Regions from separate parts of the Mus musculus genome. Here regions 2, 3 and 4 are each linked to region 1. The links are chromatin contacts, called in public promoter capture Hi-C maps. All regions are on one chromosome and are shown on one strand. The core of a region is the stretch at or near the end of the contact, and the rest is flanking DNA. Distances in the headings are between cores, read along the strand shown.

What was found. Promoter capture Hi-C pulls out the DNA fragments that hold promoters and counts their contacts.
Region 2: a promoter capture Hi-C map of liver shows a contact between it and region 1. The contact joins the enhancer-like site here to the promoter of Hyls1 in region 1. A contact is called at or near these places in 6 of 39 promoter capture datasets (the 3T3-L1 cell line, the C10 cell line, cranial neural crest and 2 more), 3 of 115 datasets of contacts at active chromatin or transcription factors (astrocytes, embryonic stem cells and stem cell-derived neural progenitor cells) and 2 of 9 other capture datasets (adipose tissue and pancreatic islet).
Region 3: a promoter capture Hi-C map of pre-B cells shows a contact between it and region 1. The contact joins the enhancer-like site here to the promoter of Hyls1 in region 1. A contact is called at or near these places in 6 of 39 promoter capture datasets (the C10 cell line, the HPC-7 cell line, cranial neural crest and 3 more), 12 of 115 datasets of contacts at active chromatin or transcription factors (the SCID.adh cell line, acute myeloid leukemia, bone marrow-derived macrophages and 8 more) and 3 of 9 other capture datasets (adipose tissue, liver and pancreatic islet).
Region 4: a promoter capture Hi-C map of pre-B cells shows a contact between it and region 1. The contact joins the promoter of 4933422A05Rik here to the promoter of Hyls1 in region 1. A contact is called at or near these places in 16 of 39 promoter capture datasets (the C10 cell line, the HPC-7 cell line, the SN4741 cell line and 11 more), 2 of 484 Hi-C or Micro-C datasets (B cells and bone marrow-derived macrophages), 18 of 115 datasets of contacts at active chromatin or transcription factors (the 230-238 cell line, CD8 T cells, T-cell acute lymphoblastic leukemia and 11 more) and 3 of 9 other capture datasets (adipose tissue, liver and pancreatic islet).

The regions. Positions count from the first base shown.
Region 1 is chr9:35,567,816-35,572,739 of GRCm38.p6, forward strand. Hyls1 (HYLS1, centriolar and ciliogenesis associated) reads right to left here and starts at 2,254. Exons shown (of 4, transcript NM_029762.1): 1 at 2,062-2,254; 2 at 640-690.
Region 2 is chr9:35,135,320-35,140,243 of GRCm38.p6, forward strand. It overlaps Dcps (decapping enzyme, scavenger), which reads right to left. Exons shown (of 6, transcript NM_027030.2): 3 at 1,025-1,170. Among named protein-coding and RNA genes, the nearest start is that of Gm24262, 6.9 kb to the right of the region's middle. Within about 2 kb of position 3,047, at least 19 of the 459 cell types and tissues checked have an H3K27ac peak or open chromatin away from gene starts, as enhancers often do. A contact at or near this core is called in liver, where this site is marked.
Region 3 is chr9:35,245,078-35,250,001 of GRCm38.p6, forward strand. All of the region lies in intron 1 of Fam118b (family with sequence similarity 118, member B), which reads right to left. Among named protein-coding and RNA genes, the nearest start is that of Fam118b, 20 kb to the right of the region's middle. Within about 2 kb of position 2,519, at least 6 of the 459 cell types and tissues checked have an H3K27ac peak or open chromatin away from gene starts, as enhancers often do. A contact at or near this core is called in pre-B cells, where this site is marked.
Region 4 is chr9:35,278,757-35,283,680 of GRCm38.p6, forward strand. It overlaps 4933422A05Rik (RIKEN cDNA 4933422A05 gene), which reads left to right and starts at 2,349. Exons shown (of 5, transcript NR_040715.1): 1 at 2,349-2,450; 2 at 3,781-3,841; 3 at 4,602-4,924. It also overlaps the pseudogene Gm5614.

The DNA of each region.
Region 1 (4,924 bases), core at 1,004-3,503:
ATTACTAATATTTATAAATGCTAATATGTACTGAAGCATACACAATTCTTAACTCATTGCAAAGTAACTTAGCAAAGTAACCTTAGCAAAATAACTTAGGTTTCTACCTTAGTCACCTGTCACTATAGTAGCGTTATGCAGATTTATTAAACAAATAAAACCGAAGTTCAAGACCCAAAACACACCATATCCTGAAACTGCTAACTAAAGGAACATGTAAGAACACACAGTATTTACAGTATTCTGGTGCTGCCTAAATGCTAGGGCTCCTAGCGTTGGAGGATGGTAGAGAATTGAAGATTTCAGGAAAGAGTTCCAGTTTAGAAGATCAAAGAGCATAAGATGGGTGAGTAACTTGTGCAGAAGTGTACAGCACAGTACTAACTTTCACGGCCCAGCAGAGGAGCCAGGAAAGCAGTGACACAAGTCACTTGTCATGGAACAGTCTTAAAAAGGACTGCTTTGTCTTTGAATTTTTAAAATTCTGAAGAGTTTTGTGTGTGTGTGTGTGTGAGTTCAAGTGTTCATGGAGGTCAGGAGAAGGCATCTTTTGAGTCCTTGGAGCTGAAATTCGAGGTATTTGTAAGGCGTCCATTGGGCACTGGGATCCCAACTCTGAGCCTCAGAGCAGTTTCTTACCTTATTTTGTTTTTCCTTGACTGGCTGTATTTGAGTTAACAAAAAGGAAACCTAGAAAAGAAAAACTGACTTTAAGAAACATTCTTATTTAAAAAGTCATTTCTAAAGCACAGTACATTGGGGCAGGAGTGGGGTGGGGGAGCCCTAACTGAAGGGTGTTAGTTACACTCTGGAGTCTATAGAAGCAAGAGTTCAAGGCTGAGGCAAATCCTCTTAAGAGGTTGTCTGGGGATGAATATAAAAGAAAATGGGTTCAGTTAGCTTCTTGGTTGTCATCACAGAAGCAGTCAATGAGAAGCTCCTAAAGGTATTTTTACAAAATTACTTCAGAGAGAGAATATTTATACAAACTCCAAAGTAGGACTGAATGTTAGAAAAATGTAAAGTAGGGAATAAAGCTTACTTCACTTAAAAAGTGGAATTACTTCAAAAGGTTTTGAAGTTTAATTGAGACATGTATATATCTCTTCTGGAGTTGGCCTGGGGTGATTTTAGACTAAAGCCAAGATGATTTTTAATGGCATCCTTACAGTGATAAAGTCCTGTTCCTTTGTGTTCAAATTATGTCCCCTTCATTTTTACACCTCAAATATGTAGATGCTTACAAGTGAAATGCAACTTCTCATGTTTATAGGTTATACTCAGTTCCTTTGCTTACAACGATCTCACAAGCTAAGCCATCTTATATATCGAGGATAAATATGGGTAATAGTGACTAAAATTACCTTTCCCTTAAAAACAAAAAACCCTCAAACAGTTTAATGCTCCAGGATTACCTAGTTACAGTAAAAAGATTCAGGGCTGGGGGGTGGGGTGGGATTTTTAACCCTTTAAATTCCTGTATTTGGCTATAACTGAAATTATGGTGCAATTTAACTTCTAAATTGAATGACAAACTGCTCTCTAGAAAAACTGATTATTACCTCAACACACGCGTTAGAGTGCCTCTATTTTCACTTTCATCAGCACTGCACACTGAAAAAACCTAGCCAACTTGAAAGAAAGGGCACAGTGATATTTTTGTTTGTATTGTATAGTTTTTATACGGGTTTTCTCACTCTTTCTGGGGTAAGATCACCCAGAGGGGTTCCTTCAGTTTTACTTGCTATCCTAAATCCTAAGCAAGCCGGCTGTACACTTGAATCCACGGAAGGTGTAACCCAAACCTGAGGCTACTTCCCTGCTCTTCCAACAATAACACCACCAGTCGCACCATCTGGCCACGGGCGTGCCGTGAGCTCGACTTCCCCAGGGACCCGTCCCCGTTTCCATGCTGGCAGGGAGGGCTCTGTCCACTCGCTTGCCCACCGGGCAAAAGTGGCGCAGGCAAGGTGTACATTACATTGTGACCTGCAGGGGCTTGGGCGGCCTGTGCTCGGGCTGCGAGTTAAAGACGTCCCGAGCAACGCTGCCGAGATTTACCTTGAACGCCAGAACCTGGCAGGGAAGAAAACGCGAATCCACGCGCAGCGGCCGAGGGAAAGAGCGTGGGCTCCGCTGCACCCTGTCCCAGGAAAGGTCCACCGCTCCGGCTCCGTGATCCTCACCAGCCTCGGCCGCCGCTGCCCAGGGTCTAGCAGTCGCGGCTCACCCCGGAACGCTGTTTCCCACTCGCGCAGGCGCACGACACCTCCACGTTCAGCGTAGTCGTTAACGGTCCGCTGTTCAAGTTTAAATCCCGAAGAGAGCCCACGCCTTTGGCTCCGCCCACCATCTCTCTCGTTGGTCCAGAGGCCAGACGTTCTCCACGTCTACATAACGATTGGTGCACATTTTCTCTAAGCCCTCCCCAACCTCGGGCCCGGAAGCGGGGTTTGGGGCGTGGAGCTGAAGTGGGAACCCGCCGGACCGTGGCGCGGAATCTGTTTCTTGGTCGTGTGGGTGTTAGTCTGGCGGTTAGGCAACGGGCTGGCCCTGCTCCGTGCCGCAGCCGCTCTTGGCTGTGGCCGGCGGCGTCGGAGGGTAGCGGAGGGGAGGGTTCTGGGGCGTGGCTGGCCCGGCTCGTGAGTCGGTCTCCACTGCAACCCGCGATAGGACCGCCCGACCAATTCCAGCTGCAGCGGTCCCCGCGGCACGGTATGCACTCTTCCAGAACGCACTATTATTGCCCTCCTTTTCTAGCGTACTGTTAACAAAATAGTATAATAAAAATATTACATGTATGTCTGACGTTTACAATGATTTGTGTACTTACAAAGAAAAAAAAAGGGACCCTAGTGCTTTGGGGACTACTGAGGGTAAGATCGGAAAAGAGGCCCCCATCCCCCGTACTTTAACTTTCTACATCAAATACAAATAGGTGTTTATTTCTTAATATATAGAAAGCTGGGTTGTTAAGATAGCTCTGGGGTTAAGAGCACGGGTTGCTCTTCCATAGGTCCTGAGTTCAATTCCTAGTAATCACATAGTTGCACATGGTTGGCTCATAAAGGGATCTTATGCTCTCTTCTGGGAGCGGGTGTTCATCAGACAGAGCACTCATACGTACCCCCACCCCTCAAATGCTAGAATGCTTAAATCTTCCAAACAATTCTTTTTTTGTTGAGGTTTTTTTTTTTTTTTTTTGCTTTTTGAGACAGGGTTTCTCTGTATATCCCTGGCTGTCCTGGAATTTACTTTGTAGACCAGGCTGGCCTCAAACTCAGAAATCCACCTGCCTCTGCCTCTTATCACTTGCCTACTTAGCTTTTTAATCAGGGCCCTTGCTCTACCTCTGAGGCAGTTAAGAATTTATGAAAACTGAATGACTACCCCTTGATGGACAATGTGACACTACTTTATTACACACATTCTTAGGACAAATATCCTGCTTTCATGTAATGCTTGTATGGAATTTCCTTTAGCATGGAACCTCCAGCTAATGTGTCTTAAGCAAGGTTAGATGATTCATTTTCTTACCTACTTTTGGACATTCAGCTTCATTTCTATACCTCAAAGTTAGGAGCTTGCCATGTAGCCCAGGCTGGCCTTGATGTAGGCAGATGGCAGACTCAGATTTGAGAAACAGAACAAAGGTAGGCAGTAGAGATGAGCTTAAGAGGTAGGTCATGTAGGCCAATGGGAGCAAATCTGACTTTAGCCAAAGAACTATGGAACTGGGTATCTGAAGCAGAATTGGGGCATGCTATGAAATACTCAGGTTTATTCTTGAAATTATTTTCTTTCCTTGAGAATAATGGATTAGAGGAATGCACAATTTTATGTAAAATCTGAATGAGACATAATTGCATATTCGAGGCATAGGTTGTGGTACGTAGGCTAGGATGGTAATGGCCAGGATATTAAGAAGGGGAAAGACAGATATATTTTGTGTCTATGACCAGAACACATATTTTATAAGGCTGAGGTGTGAGAGATCAAGTGTGGTTTCTTAGTTCATAGATTTCTGGCTGGTGCAGCTGAATGTTCTTTTCTCGAACAGGAGATACTGGAAAAAGACTTTTTTGGGTGAGGTAGAGTTAAGCTTTGAGCACATTGTATTTGAGGTGTGTGTTAGCATTCTGTTGCTGTGACTTAATAGAGACACTGAAATGGAGGACAGATTTATTGTGGTTCCAAGTTTGAGCTCATGCTCATTTAGGGCTACTGTTCTTAGGTGATGGTTGGGCAGAATATCACGGTGGGTAGAAGTAGAGGGAGCAGAACACAGCTGCTCATCTTGTGGTAGCTGGGAAGCAGAGAGACAGAGAGGCAGATAACATGCTGATCTTTTGCTGTTCTGTGGAACTAGCCTCCGCATGAATTCCCCAACTCCTGAGAGTTGTCTTTCAGTCAGTAGAACCCATCCTTATGAAAGAGGTCTCATACACTTTTTAAAAGAGTGTTGATACCATACTTGTTATAAACCCTTCCTCCTAGACCTTTATCCTAAGCGTTGTTTCTCAGTCAATAGAACTCATTCCTCCCTGGGACTAAACCACCAGTCAAAGAAAACACATGGAAGGACTCTAGCTGCAAATGTAGCAGAGGATGGCCTAGTCGGTCATCAATGGGAGGAGAGGCCCTTGGTCCTGTGAAGGTTCTATGCCCCAATATAGGGGAATACCAGGGCCAGGAAGGGGGAGTGGGTGGGTTGGGGAGCAGGGGGAGGGGCAAGGGGATAGAAGATTTTCAGAGGGGAACTAGGAAAGGGGATAACATTTGAAATGTAAAGAAAATATCTAATAAAAAAAATAAATAAAATAAACTTCATTCCTTTGGAAGGTGCTCTGCAAAACACATTTGCAAGGGAGTTTCAGCCTTAAGATTTGTTGTGATAATCATGAGGAAGCTTGTTTCTAAAGTT
Region 2 (4,924 bases), core at 1,797-4,296, 430 kb before region 1:
GACCTTGATCCGAAGGAATCTGTGAGCAAACGCTGCTGGGGGGCGAGGTGGGGGGCACCGGCTGGACTGCCCGGTCTCAGCACATGGCCTCCCGAGTGGAACAACGTCTCCCGCCTCCTCACTTCTCTCCCTTACAACTGAGAGAACAGCAGCCTCCCACTTCTGAACTCAAGAGGAATGGCTGTGTATTCCCACCTAAGAATACTCTCTACCATGTACCCCTGAGTCTGGAAGGAGGATAAAAAGGGCCCAAAGAGAACGCCCGTGAGCGACAGTGGGGAGCCACTGAAGCCAGTGAGTGGGCAAGGAAGTGACTCATCAATATGCATCAATCATATTTAACTGTGAGTAGCCACATGGGGCTAATTCCAGGCAGAGGCTCTGGTTGGCACTGGGCCTAAACCCAAAGAACTGCCAGGATATCTGAGCTAAGCATCCTGTATCTGGCTCAGCCACATCACTCTGTCACCTTTGTATACACAGGTCTATACTAAACACACACTGGGGACGACAGAATACAGCCTGCTGTGGAACGAACACAAGGGGGACTGAGTGACAGGAAGTGTTCGCTCCAAGACTTGGCTCCTGCAGGCTGGATTGCTACAGGAAAGACTAGGGGGATAAGAGGCTGGATCAAGGTCATCTAGCCCAACAGAAGGCTTTTACCCACTCACAGATCTTTAGTGAGGACACAGTCAGAGGCTGTCCAGGGCTACTACAGAGCAGATAACATTTCCCCGGTGAGATGGACTTCTCAGAGAACATCAGTAGCAAGCCCCAGTACCTCATAAAGGGCAAAAGATCACAAAGCCTGCACTGACTGTCCTGAATAAAAGGGCAACCAGCCCACACCAGGCAGCTCTACCCCACAGAGTCCGTCTACACTCCTCTTTGCAGCCTCACAGTCACACAGACTGTCCAGGCCCTTGGGTATTTGTGTACTATTTCTGGGACGACCCCAACAGGGGCTTGCGAAAAGACAAACTAGCTTCAGGACAGTGTATGAGACTTGGCAGTCAGTCACCTGGATGCTAAGGCTCTGGGATTCCAGGTAGGGTAAGGTGATGGTCCTGTAGTCATCTCCAGTCTCTCGGATCAGGCGGAGGTCCTGACGCATGTATTTTTGCAGGTGTTTCTCTGTGGCAGGGTACACCACAGTTGTTTTTATATCTACAACAACACAGCACAGTCTGATTAGAAAGTAAGACCATTAAATTCACGAGGTAAGCAACATTCATGGCCAAAAAAAAAAAAAAAAAAAAAAAAAAAGCTTTTACTCTTGGTTCTCTGGCCCCTCATGATATTAAACACATGTTTCAGGCACAGTGAGTGACCAAAAGTTTCTCACTTCTTGTATGCGAATGGCTAGGCATGTGGCTTTCTGGATGCAAAGCAGGCAGTATAGCTTGAGTCTTAGTGGCTCCCTTAAGTAGCTTAGTGGCTCAGTGTGGACTCTGGAGCCAGGCTGTCTGGGCTTAAGGCCTACCCGTGCCTGCTTCTCACTCGCTCCGAGTAGGACTGTGGCTCCCAGTTGGGAATTTGGTCTAGTTACTTAACTTCTGTGTTACCATCTACCAAGTGAAGACAGCAACAGTTCTTATGTTATATATGAAGTGAGTCAGTTACCTGAGAAGCTCTTAGAGCAATGTCTGCTGCTTATAGAGCACTTCAGAAGTGCTGATGGGGTAAAGGCACATGATAACTTGAATTTAAACCCACATGGTAGATGGAGAAAACCAACTCTTGCAAGCTGGTCTCTGACCTCTGCACACACTGTGGTAACACAAATAAGCACACAACTCGTTAGATGTTGAATCCAGGTTTCTCGGGTAGCACCATCAATGACTCTGGCTTGGATGGCTCTATGGCGCAGTGTACTGTATCGTGTCTAATTCTGCAGTAGCCTAGCCTCAGCTTGGATGCTAGTGTCCCCTTCCTCTGGAACAATCAAATGTCTGTAGAGATTTCCAAACCATCCTTCGGAATGTTAAAAGTGTTTGAATTGTAAAGACTGTGGGATTTTTAAGCTTGTAAAATATTTTATATTGCAGTGTTATTAATCTGTGACCTTGAGGACAATCAAGAAAGGAGAGGCTATAGCTTAACAGTGGTGCGTGTGTCAAGTTGACAATGAGTCAATTGTGCTAGATAGTTTTCTAGCCTCAATTGAGAGAACACCTCCATAAGATCCAGCATTTTCGTAATTAGTGATTGATGGGGGAGGGTCAAAGTGATGCCACCCCTTGGCTGGTGGTCCTGGGTTCTCAAAGAAAGCAGGCTGAGCAAACCACAGGGCACAAGCCAGCAAGAAGAACCCCGTCGTGGCCTTTGCATCAGCTCCTGACTTCAAGTTCCTGCCCTATTTGAGTTTCTATCCTGACTTCCTCCCATGATCAACACTGCTGTGGAAGTTTAAGACAAATTATCCTTTTCCTCTCCAACTTGTTTTTGGTGATGGGTGTTTCAACAAAGCAATAGCAACCCTAACTAGGGCAGAATGTTTGTTTATTTGTGTGTCTGTCTAATTGATACACTTTCACTTTGTAGCCTAGGGCTGGCCTAGAAATCACTAAATAGATCAGGCTGGATTTGAACTTGTGGAGATCCTGCCTTTGTCTCCCAAGTGCTAGAATATCAGTTTTAATAATCAAGAAATCCTGAGCCCAGTGTGCGGGCTCACACTCTTAGTCTAAGCAGGCAAGATCTCTTGTGAGTTTGAGGCCAGTCTAGTGTACAGAGTGAGTTCCAGGGCAAGCCCAGACTGTTACACAGAGAAACCGTGTCTGGAGGGGTCGGGGAGAAATCCTATAATTTTCCTGAGCAGACTACATTCGAATGCTCTGGTCTAGCACCACCTGGCTATGGTTAGGTCACTACTGTCGATAACATGTGGCACAGCTGGTGCCTGAACAAAGGTTACTGGGGGAGGGAAGGATGGTGACCTGGTGTTGCAAAATCAGCTGGATGTTTCTAAAGAGCCCCACACGCTTTCTCTGTGGGACTCAGGTCCGATCATCCAGGGAATAACATTCCCTGAGACTTACATCAGCACCCAGCTGCGAACCAGCAGCCTGCACTTTCACACTGGCTCTGAGGATGCAGATGGTTCTCCTGTACTTGCGTGAATGAGAGGGAGAGCGGTGGGAATTCAGAGCTCATCCAGTGTGCTGCTGAGGACACAGCAGAGGCAAGACTGGAACAAAGGCCACTTTAGCTTGAAGTGGTCTTTCAAGATGGCAACCCAGTTCTTCTAAAGCTCGGTTGCCATATGCAGGTGACACACCAAGCACACACCCATTCCATCGCCTCTGAGACAGGGTGGCATGGTGGAGAGCCCCGAGTATGGGATCAGAGTAGCCAAATAGTTTACCTTTTCTGCTGGGTGACCCTGATCATATGGCCTCTTAGAGGCTCAGATTGTTCGACTGTTAAAAACGGTGAACACAAAAGCTGCCTCTCAGCTGCTGTTAGCATTGAGTAAAGCATGCCGTCTGGATCACCAGGGGAGTTAAGTCTCATTCTCTGGACCTGACCCTGGAAATAAGGCACAAGATCTTCACAACCTTCTGGAAAGAAACTCTTGCTTTTCACTCTTCACGACTCTCTAATAACCCATGGTCAGACACCAGGCACATGAATCTCAAGAGCCAAGAGACTTTGTAAAAGAGACTGAAGGGCACCCTGGACCTTTCCGGGGCCTTGAGGAAAATGACATAACATCTGTAGTGCAAGGTAGAGGATGAGAATAGAAGTTTGGGCCGAGTAGCCTGGGTACAACCCCGGAGTCTGCATCCACTGGCTGTGTGATCAAGGGCAAGCGGCCAACCCTCTCTGTTGCTCAATTTCTCTCACCTATATAACTGACGGTGATAACGGCACTATGCTGGCAGTGTTGGTATGAGAACTACACCAGCCAGCGGGTGGGAGACATTCAGGAACTTTCTCACACACCGAGAGAGAGAGAGAGAGAGAGAGAGAGAGAGAGAGAGAGAGAGAGAGAGAGAGAGAGAGAGAGAGAGAGAGAGAGATATGGGCCTTGGCAAGGGAACTCTCTCAGAGTTGGGGAGAGATCCTGGAACAAAGAGGAGGTTGACACTGGAAAACAGCCTGATTCAGCTGGCAGAGGACGCACGGCCCAGGGCAGGTAGCCTGGGGCTCCTGGGGTTCCAGAGAGTGAGCCCTAGTCTGCCCAGGCTTGTCAAGGATCTGGCCCAGCCACCCAGGGTGCAGGGAGACAGGAATCTCACCGAGCCAGCCCTCACCTGTCCTCCACCCACCTCAGCATGGAGAAACCCCCCAGGCTTTGGCCTTCCTTCCCCAGAAGCTGCTGGAACCCCACAGGGGTTTTTGGAGCCCTGCATGCTAGTGTGAGGCCACAGCCCAGTTAGTTCATTCACCCCCTTTCCTGCTGCACCCACATTTGGGCCACCTCCCGCTGAGTTGACAAGTGCTCTCTCTCTAGGCACACGGTTACAGTTCCCACTGCCAGCCAGATCCCCACAGCAGGGATTCTTGAAGCTTCTTTGCCTCCCTTGGATTTCAGGTCAGCTTGGCAGCCTGGTCAGAGTCTATGGCCCTCCTTTGTCTATTCTCCCCCTACCACTGACTTACCACACAGTTTTCCTGTCCACCTTCCCATGAGAACAAAAAGTTCAAGAACACATTTCACTTATTTATTCTTACTACTCATCCCTGGCACCTCATATGGTAGACATTCAGTGATTACCGCACAAATGAATGCATGAATTTGGCTCTTTTTTTGGATTTTAAACCTTGAAAGAACATTTGTGTCCCAAATGGAATAAGATCTCTTTGTTTTATAAATAAATAAATAAACAAACAAACAAACAAATAAATGTTTCTTTCGCAATGCTGCTTTCAACTGCCAGCCTCCAACCCACTGCCAGAGTCTCACCTGCCGCTG
Region 3 (4,924 bases), core at 1,269-3,768, 320 kb before region 1:
GGGCTAACAGTGCTTAAATGCCCAATTACACTTGGCAACACAACAAGCATACAACTTGCTCACTATTAGACATTCTCAGTTGTTAACAGCTGTCTTCTCAGACTGTAGACATGTCTCTCTAAACAAGGAAGAGACTTTAATTAAGCCACTGTGATGAACAGCAGCAATATAAGCAAAAATATGTTAAAGACCACAAACACCAATTGCAGGAAAACCAGCACTAGAGTTATAAGGATTAGAATAAGTACTACAGTGGAAGTTGTAACTGCTTCACCTTTAGTAAGCTGGTGACATTTAAAGTCTGATATAAGCTCTGTGTGTGTGTGTGTGTATGTGTGTGTGTGTGTGTGTGTGTGTGTGTGTGTGTGTGTGTATGTGTGTGCATATGTTGGTGTTTCTCAGCATATGTGTAGAGGTCAGAGAATAACTTTCAAGGTCTGGTCTCTTCCACCATGTGGGTCCCAAGCATCAAACTCAGGTTGGCAGGCTTTGCTGAGCCATCTCAGTGGCCCAGCAGTAATATTTCAACACTGGCAATGTAGAAGATAATTAAAGTAGAGTTCTGAATATGTTATTATGCCCTACTGTCACTAGCAGGACTTTACTATTAGAAAGCTTCATTACTTATTAAAGCTGTGTAATGAACTTTCTTTTGGAAACAGAAGGCTGTAAGTTCCTTAACCCCATATTCCATTTCACATAATGACCTTTTCTTTGATATTAAAGTCTTTAGGGAACTAGAAGTCATAAAAATCACAAGAGTGAGGACACAGATCACCTTTCTGGTCAAATCTTTGATTATGATCTCCAGAAAGCAAGGTCCTGGGAACCTAGGTCAATCACCAATGTTGGAAAATCTTGCCTTAACTTAATCATCTGATGTGACTGTGAAAAGAATACTGTAAACTTTTAAAAATAAAGTCAGTCTTAAATAAAAGGGGACAGTTAGATAAAATTAAACTTAACTTTTCTAGACTCCAGAATCTTTGTGAATGTTGGGTACACAGAAGGTACACCACTGTCAGCCTTCCTACTCTTAAGGGTGTTTCACTTCTTAGTGTCTCAAAGCTTTCTACTTGCTGACAGTCTGGGTTGGACCATCTCTGAAATATTTTCACTAAGTTCTATTTTATATAATAGAAGTCACTTTCTTTTCTTTTCTTTCTTTCTTTCTTTCTTTCTTTCTTTCTTTCTTTCTTTCTTTTTTTTTTTTTGTTTTTTGTTTTTTGAGACAGGGTTTCTCTGTATAGCCCTGGCTGTCCTGGAACTCACTTTGTAGACCAGGCTGGCCTCGAACTCAGAAATCCGCCTGCCTCTGCCTCTCGAGTGCTGGGATTAAAGGTGTGCGCCACCATTGCCCGGCAGAAGTCATTTTCTGCCTAACATCTATGTTTACAGAGAACCAACCAACCAAAAATAATAACAACAAAACCGATAACTTCTTTCACACAAACCACAATCTCTGGGGATGTGATTTAAAGTAACACTAAGGAAGGCAAACATATTTATGTGCCCTCCCTCCATAAACATGGTTCCAAAAATCCATTACTTAGACAAATTAAACCCAAGTAAAGCCATTGAGCACTGAGAAAGTATAGTAAATGAAACTTAATATAAGTTTTGAATACTGGAATATTCATGATTTAGTGTTCAATTCAAATACTAAGTCAGTTTTGTTTAAAAATTTAAAAATTGCTGGGCAGTGGTAATACAACACATGGGAGGCAGAGGCAGGTGGATCTCTGAGTTTGAGGCATCACAGTCTACAGACAGAGCTCCTGGACAGTCAAGGCTGCACAAAGAAATCTTGCCTCAAACAAACAAACAAACAGACCAAGACAAAACATAGTACTTATTACAAGACATGTACAATCTGTAACTATTAGTTAATTTAATCCCTAAAACCTTAATTGGGTATTATAGATTGACTCTTACATGAAAATCTAAAATTCAAAGTGTTCTAAAATTGAAAACATTTGGACCCCTGATAAGATGCCAACAAGTACAAAACTCTATTCCTGACAACAAATTACAGTAAAAATGCAGGTTCACTAAAAATATTCTTTACAATACCATCAGGCTATGTGTACATAAAAAAAATAAATAAATAAAAACCATGTTTCAGACTTATGCCTCATTTCCAAGATACCACATTGTGTGAACCTAAATATTAAAAAAAACAAGAACAACAACAAAAAACAAAACCCAAACCTGAAATGAAATACTTGTGGTCTCAAACATTTAAGAAAAGGAAGGGGTCTCAACCTGCACGATTAACTTACTTTACGATGAGAAAGCTACAGCACAAAAACCTTTGGTACTTCGTTTCAGAAGGCAAACCACAGCAACTCAGCTTGTAATGCCATGTTCTCAGTAACACCACTGCTAGTTTTTTAGCTTTAAAATATTTCAAGTCCAGAACTAATTTTTTAAGTGCTAAAATTGTAGCAAGCAGATGTACTTGATGGCCATTTCACAATTAGTCATAGTGGCAGTATGCACTATGCAGCCCGCTCAGTGTGGAAGCTGGAAGAACTGTGTGTTACACACTTCTAGCTGCCGCTGGCCACCAACACAGCTCTGGGAAACAGAGAAATGCATCATTTGCTTTGTTGGATTTTCAACCTGACTACTGGTTAATTTCTGATGCTTTTCTCTACAGGACCTTGCTGAAGGCTCATTTCAGGGGTTGAAGTTTAAGGAAACTAAAACACTCAACAGGTTCTGACTGGAATGTTTAGGTCCGCACCGAGAAGCTGAATCAAAAGTAATTCTGTATGTCTTTATCCCAGCTGTTCACCCATTCATCTTAATTTTGAGCAGACTAATGCTCGGTCCTCAATAAAGGGATATGTCACATGAGAAATGTGCCTATCCCAGTGAGTACGTTGTAAAATTGTTCTTAGTCATTGAGTATTGTTTTGGGGCAGCACTTACCCTGAACACTACATAGTGCTGCTAAAGAGCTTCAGAGGTAAGTACGGCAGTCTGGCAGAGAATCCCTAACATGTACCAACTAGTTAGTTCACACGTGAATTATGCTCTGTGACTACTGTTTGAGCTTTCATCTAGGTGGAATTTGCTATGTATAAGAAGTGAGTGGAGTCCTGAGTGAATGTGTGTTGTTTCCTTGGGCACGGCCAGGCCAAGGACTTTTCAGGGACCCCAATGAGAGAAGAAAAGCCTTCCTCAGATGAGGCTCAATGGCAAAGCCTTCCTGGGGTCTAAGTGCAGATGTTAACAACATGTGCAGACAATGTCCACTATAGCTGTCTACCATCAGATATTTATGACCTGAAGACTTCTCTCTGACACAGACTGTTCCTACTGAGATTAACTAAGCTTGCCTCCTTGTTCAGCTGTATGGGATAACTCTTCCGCCCTTGCAGCTCTATAATAATAAACATACTGAGCTGGCTTTAGCTTCTCCATTAGAGAGCCTAGACCATCCAATCCCATCCTTTCTTTCTGTCTCTCTTTTCTTATTTTTGTTTTCCTTTCTGCCCTGGTCGAGTCAATCTCTGAAGCCTTGGACAAGGCAGTGGTAGTAAGTGGAAACAGTTTTCTGTCACATGTAAACAGAGGCATTACCTGTGGCAGTGGGTGTCCTTGTTACTCCAATGACTCTGAAACCACTGAGAAGTCCTTCAAGGCTAACAGAATATATGAAAATCAAAGGCAGATGCTTAGTGAACACTAACAAAAGTGACAGTGGTGTCTTTAACACAATTTCCACGACAAATTTTCCAAATGAGAGAGAATACTTGGCAGGATGGTAATCCCAGATCATGAGTGGTAGAGACAGAAGGATCATGAGTTCAAGGCCAGCTTCAGTTACATAGTGAATTCAAGGCCAACCTGGGTCTGCATGAGAACCTCTATAAAAATTTCAAAACAGACAGCATTTACATTTTGAAACCTGTCATCTTCAGGAAACAGTTGGAGGGGCAAGGTAACTTTCTAAGAAAAATCCTGGGAAAAGGGGATGCGGTGTAAAGAGAGGGGAGAGAAAGGGAGTAGTTATCTGGATGATAGATAGGCTGTCACTTAATGGAGCTGGGTTCTGAAACCACCAGAATCCCAGGAGCCCTAGCTTTCGCATCCTGGAGGCAGGGAAAAGGCAACTCTGGCTCTTCTCTGCACTCAGCATTCAGGGGAGTCTCCTAACTGCTCCCTCATCCTCACGGGTTCCAGCACACACTCAGCACTCGACCCAGGCAAGCTGCATGCTACAAAGAACTTAGAATAACACCATGTGAGAGGTAGGCAGATGGACTAAGGCTAGTAGTAGGAAAGTCCAACATGTGTTGGTTTTTGGCCAGGAAACAAAGGATTTACAAATAACTAGTGTAAAAGATCTGCACATTTCTTGCAGCAAGCATCTCTATTTTTTGTTTATGAAAAATTATACAGAACACTTTTTCTTCTGCAGCAACAAACAAACCCCCCAAAAACCAGAAAAGTGTTCTCTCTCTCTCTCTCTCTCTCTCTCTCTCTCTCTCAAGGAAAATGGCAGTCATCCCATGTCTTGAGAAAAACCCAAGCCCCTCAAATCATGGCTTTTGGACCAATTCCAACACATCTGTGTTAGCAGCTGTGGTGGGTGGGGGAGGGGGGGTGCTCAGGATAAGTAAAGGGACTTCAAAGGAGCATTCCACAATCTTGTTGAAGCAAACACATTCAGTAAAATATTTTCCATGGAGAGTTGATAAATCCAGTCCACAATGTGGACTGTAGCTTTTCCTACTAGTGCTCAAAGCAAGCTTGCTATGTCCTCCTGAGACTCACAGGAACAGTGTAACAATGTCTAGCTGAGCAGGGATTTGACTACTCTCTTTAACCAAGGCTTAAAATGTTCTTCTACCCATGGTTAACCTTAGCTCCTGTCGTTATTCTTAAGCATCCTCCCAGAAACCTTTGACTT
Region 4 (4,924 bases), core at 1,099-3,598, 290 kb before region 1:
GCTGAGCAATATATTGTTAGTCAGGCACTAGTTTTGATATAGGTGTCACCTTGATGTGGGTTATAGCAATGGTTGCCTAAGTTATCTTTTAGAGAAGTGAAGGCTTTCCTGCTGACAGCAATGACCATTTAGACACATGTCAGTGGATGGCTTGGATGATTAAAGGCTTGGCATCTCTTTCTTTATAGTGAATCTGCTTGCTTTTGGGGCCAGATGTCTGCTCAGCTCAGCTCAGCATGCAGACATGCCCATCACTTAAGAAAATGTTTGTCCAGGACTGGGAGTCTGAAACTTTTCTCTTTCTATCTTGAATGGCTGGCAGGAAAGTTTTGGCTTCTAAGGCCAATGGATTGCTTCTATCCAAAATAAGAGTCGCTATGATGTTTTTAGTATTTATGGAGGCAGTACATATTTATGGCTACCTGCATAGCAACTGTCAGGATAGTCCCATTGGAGATCCCTGAAGTGGCAGCTAGAAGTTTCTCAACATAAGCTCCAGTTCTTGCCCCTTGCTTAGGGATGAAAGGGCTCAAACCATAATAAGCTAAGATGATCTTTATTGGAGACAGCCTGGCATCATCTCCTTTGGCTGGCAATCTGAATAAATCTTTCTTGCCCCTGTCTTCAGCTCATTAGACACGTTTCCTATCGGCAAAGAGGAAAAGGTTTAGCAACACTTGATCATCTAAAATCATGGTGTCTGAGTTTGGCAGCAGGCTACACACGTTGTTTGTTTGCCATTATCTGTGCTTCTCAAGATACAGGGACAAGCTTTGCACAGTGTCAGTATGGTAGCCAATGAGGGTTATCCGAGGCTCGATTGATTCAAATTGAAAGACACAGGGACAAGAATTTGACACCTAGAAAATACCACTAATTGGCTTTGATTCAGAAACCCAAATGGCCAATGGGGTGGGCCATGACCTGGTAGGTGCTTGGAGAACTCTCAGGCACTGCTACCTCCCAGGAGCCAGGCAGCAGCCCAAAGGCCAGCCTGGATGTAGGGCATACCAAGGCTGTGCCTATCTTCTAGAGAGAACTGGACTTCCCTGTTGGAGCTTCTCTTCACAGCAGTGTTTGAGGCAGGGAAAACAACGAAGTCCCTTTTCTGTGTTCTCTTATACCTTAGAAAGGGTTTAAATATTTATCAGATCCTTGCTGGGTTGGCCTGCTTAAGCAGTGGGTCTTGCTGTATAAGGTGACATCTGTAATTGTCACAGATACAGTAAGAGGATCTGTTAGCATGGTTTGAGAAACTGGAGGAACCTGTGCCATGCCTAACATGAACTTCACCGGGTTAGAATGTTGATCAACAGCAGTTACATCATGTAACTAGTGTGTGAAGATGGTGTCCCCCTCTTTTCTTCCCCCTTAAAGTCATACATGCACATAATTTAAAAATGAGAACTTGTGATGGGAAATGCCAAAAAGCTGCCCAAGTACAGCTTTGTTGTTAGCCTTCTATGAGATATGTATCTGTGCCTCTGAGAAGTACTGCAGAGTCTGGAGGGGCAGGTGGCTCACCCGAAGCCCACTCTGAGAGCAGTAACTTGCCTCTTGGGTATGTGGGATTTTTTTCAGCCTGGGAATGTTCTACCTAAGCCCACAAATCCATTTTCAGCCTTCAAACTACATGTGTCTTTACATCTGATAACTGGGTCTCCTGCTCAGGGCTTCAAGAGCTCCTTCTATGCCTTCTCATTTGATTGACATCCAGGCTTTTAGAAGGGTTCTGGGCAGACACCCTGCTGAGCTCCACTTTCACCTGCAGATCCAGGTGAGCTTGGCACCCTCCTCCTGTGTGCTGATGACAGTTGGTCTTTTTCCTTGGTTTCTCTGAGCTCTAGATCCCCATGTGTCTCTGCCATGGGCATGATGCTCTTGAAGCTCCGCTATAGCTCTCTCACATCATGTGTTATGTATGCCAGGAAACATTTGTGAACCCCCGAAAGATCACCAAGGAGCTGAATCCAATGCAGTTGCATTAGCGTCTCCTTATTCAAGCTGGAGCTTGGGCTCCCAGGCATCCCTTGCACAGTAGGAAGGTGGAGCCCTGAGCCTAGTTTTAGGCAAGCATGATAGAAGCAAGAAGGGACTATCTGACTGGGGAGCCATTATAACCTTTAACATAATTGGCTGGTACTGGGAACCAAATCATAAACTTAACTTCTGTTTTCTTCCTGTTTGGTGGTTGCTAAGAAGTGAGGTGTTTGTTAGGGGCAGGCTTTTAATCTGGAGAAACAGATTTGTTGGGGAATAACTTGGAAACTGGTACTAGGCACAGGTCTTGTGGAAGGGGGTGGGGGTGGGGTTGGAATCTGGTAACCTGGAAACTGGTGCTAGGTGCCAGTTGGTTAATAACTCACGTTCAACCTTAGGTTAGGTTTTCTAAGATGGAGTCTGAACCCAAACGATTTGGTCTCTCACATGCAGACTGGAATTGAACCTAGGTCATGTAGAAGGACAGCTAATGCTCTTAACCCTTGGGTATCTTTCCAGCACCCTATTTTTTTTTTTTTTTTTGAGGAACATCCATGTTGATTTGATTTCCACTCTGAATGCACTAATATATATTCTCACCAGCAATGATTATAGATGGTAGTGAGCCACCCTATGGTTTCTGGGAATTGAACTCAGGACCTCTGGAACAACAATCAGTACTCTTAATCACCGAGCCATCTCTTCAGCCCTGCTTTCCCCCTTTTCATCTTTTTTTTTTTTTTTTTTTTGTAGGAACCATCTTTTATTGGGGGAGGGCTCATCAATTCTTCTTGGCCGCCAACTTCCTCATGGCTGCCAGCACGTTGCTCAGCTCCTCCCGCTTTCTCTTGGCGCGGATGTGCGTGCCCACTCTCTTCTTGATGAACTTGAGTGCGCGCTTGTCCTTGGACACTTTGAGCAACTCCATGGCTCGCCGCTTGTAGGGCGCGAAGCCGCACACCTCCCGGATCATGTCCTGCACGAACTTGGTGTGTATGGTGGGGCGCCCACGTCGCCGGCTGTGTCTCGGCTTACTGACATTTTTTGTCACCTTGTGGCCCTTGTTGAGGCCCACGGCCATGGGGTAGCACAGAGCCATGGCTGCTGCTCTCCGATGGCGGCCGGGACAGGAAGCTTCATCCTTTCTTTTATTTTACAATATTTTAAATTTATTCATTTCATACATGAATGTAAGATATTTTGATCATGTTCTCCCAGCATCCCCTTCTTTTATTTACTTCTCACTCCCAACAGTTCTGTCTTTCCACTCTCATATCCTTTTTTCTTACTCTTCTCTCATATATAACATCTCAGCCATAGTTTCCCCTTCCTCTTCTCCTCCCAGTCCCTCCATCCCACCTCCCTTCTCCTTCAGATCCACCACTCCTAGAAAGCATCAGATTGTCTTCCAAGCAGCAAGGATGAGGGTCTCAAAGCCCACCCCTACACTTCCTCCAACAAGGCCATGCCTAATAGTGGCTGCCACTCCCTGGGCCAAGCATCTTCAAACCACCACACCTTGTAATATGAAGGTGTTCCTGTGTGGATGAGTTTATTTTGTCAACTCTTCTTTTTCTCAGCAACTACTAACTAACACAAACCATAGATACTTGTCCTTAAAGCTTTGAGACTGTCTACCATCAGCACTTGTAAGTCTCCCAGACCTTTTGAGCTCATTTCCATGTATGGGGTAAAGAGGGAGTCTAGCCAGGCAGCTGATCGTCCTAAAGCCACTTGTGGGGAGAATCTTATTACCTCGTGGTGTTGTTGTGACAAAATTTTCTTTCGTTTTGTTTGAAGGTTACAGTGGATTGAATTATAAACAACGTCATGGGGCAAGATTTCATTTTATGATGACAGTGTAAGTGAAGTGAATTGTCTGATACTGCCACCAGATGGCAGTAGTGCCCCATATTTTGCCTATTTCTTATTTCCACTTCCCCAAAAGTGGGAATAGGTTTTAACCAAATACCAAATATCCTCCACAAATCATTCTTTGTCTTTCTTGCCCTCTTGATGAACTTGACTTTGGCCACTCCAGTGCTGTGACTCTTGTTCCTCTGTTATTGTTTTCTTGGCTAGCTTGAGCCTGACTTTTCTGTTCCACGGTGAAGGGGTGAAATTCGTAGGGAGAGGCCATGCTTTGGGTTGCTGGGGAGGATGTGAAATAGAATTCGATTCAGACTCAGCGATAAGAGGTTCATGATATGAAAAATGGAGAGTTTGATCCAGCTGGTCTCAACTAACAAGAGGCCTGGCAGGAATGTGTGCTCACCGCAGGGCTACAACAGCTTAAGCCAGAGATCCCGGTCTGGTCTCTAGCTCTTGGCTAGTTAACTAGGGCTCAGGGTCTAACAACTTGCCTTGTCCCTCAGTCACATGTACTAGTTGGTAGGTAAGTATGATCTTGACTCATTAATATTATACAGACAAATTATTAGTTTGTCATCTAGTAAATAGCCAAGAGAAAATAAAGGTGATGAGTTTGGAAGGTCCTGATCTAAGGATGGGTTTTGGGTGAGGAAGTGAATAGGAAAAGAGGCCCACTCCCTCCTTTTGCATTGCTTGCTGGGTGAGGAAGGCCCTCCAGGCAGGCCTGCCTCCTGTGCTTCTCTCCACAGGATCTTTGTTGCTCTAAATGCCAGTCTGACAGGAACTTACGGATCCTCAGCTCTTCAGGTCTTTGCACCTCCCAACTTCTGCCTCTGCAGACCTTTGACCCCTGGGTTCAGTGCTACGGGTGCTTTCTCTTCTGCAGCTGGTCAGATGGCCCCAGGGCACCCAGAGAATGCACCGGAAACCCAGGAGTTGGACAGCAGCTTCCCCCAGCACAGAGCCAAGCAGAGGCTGACTCTGACCTGAAGTCTGCGCCCCTTTCAGCACTCTGGGAGCTATTACCACCTGTCCATCAGCGGCATCAAGGAGCCAGGAGTGATGACCTGGA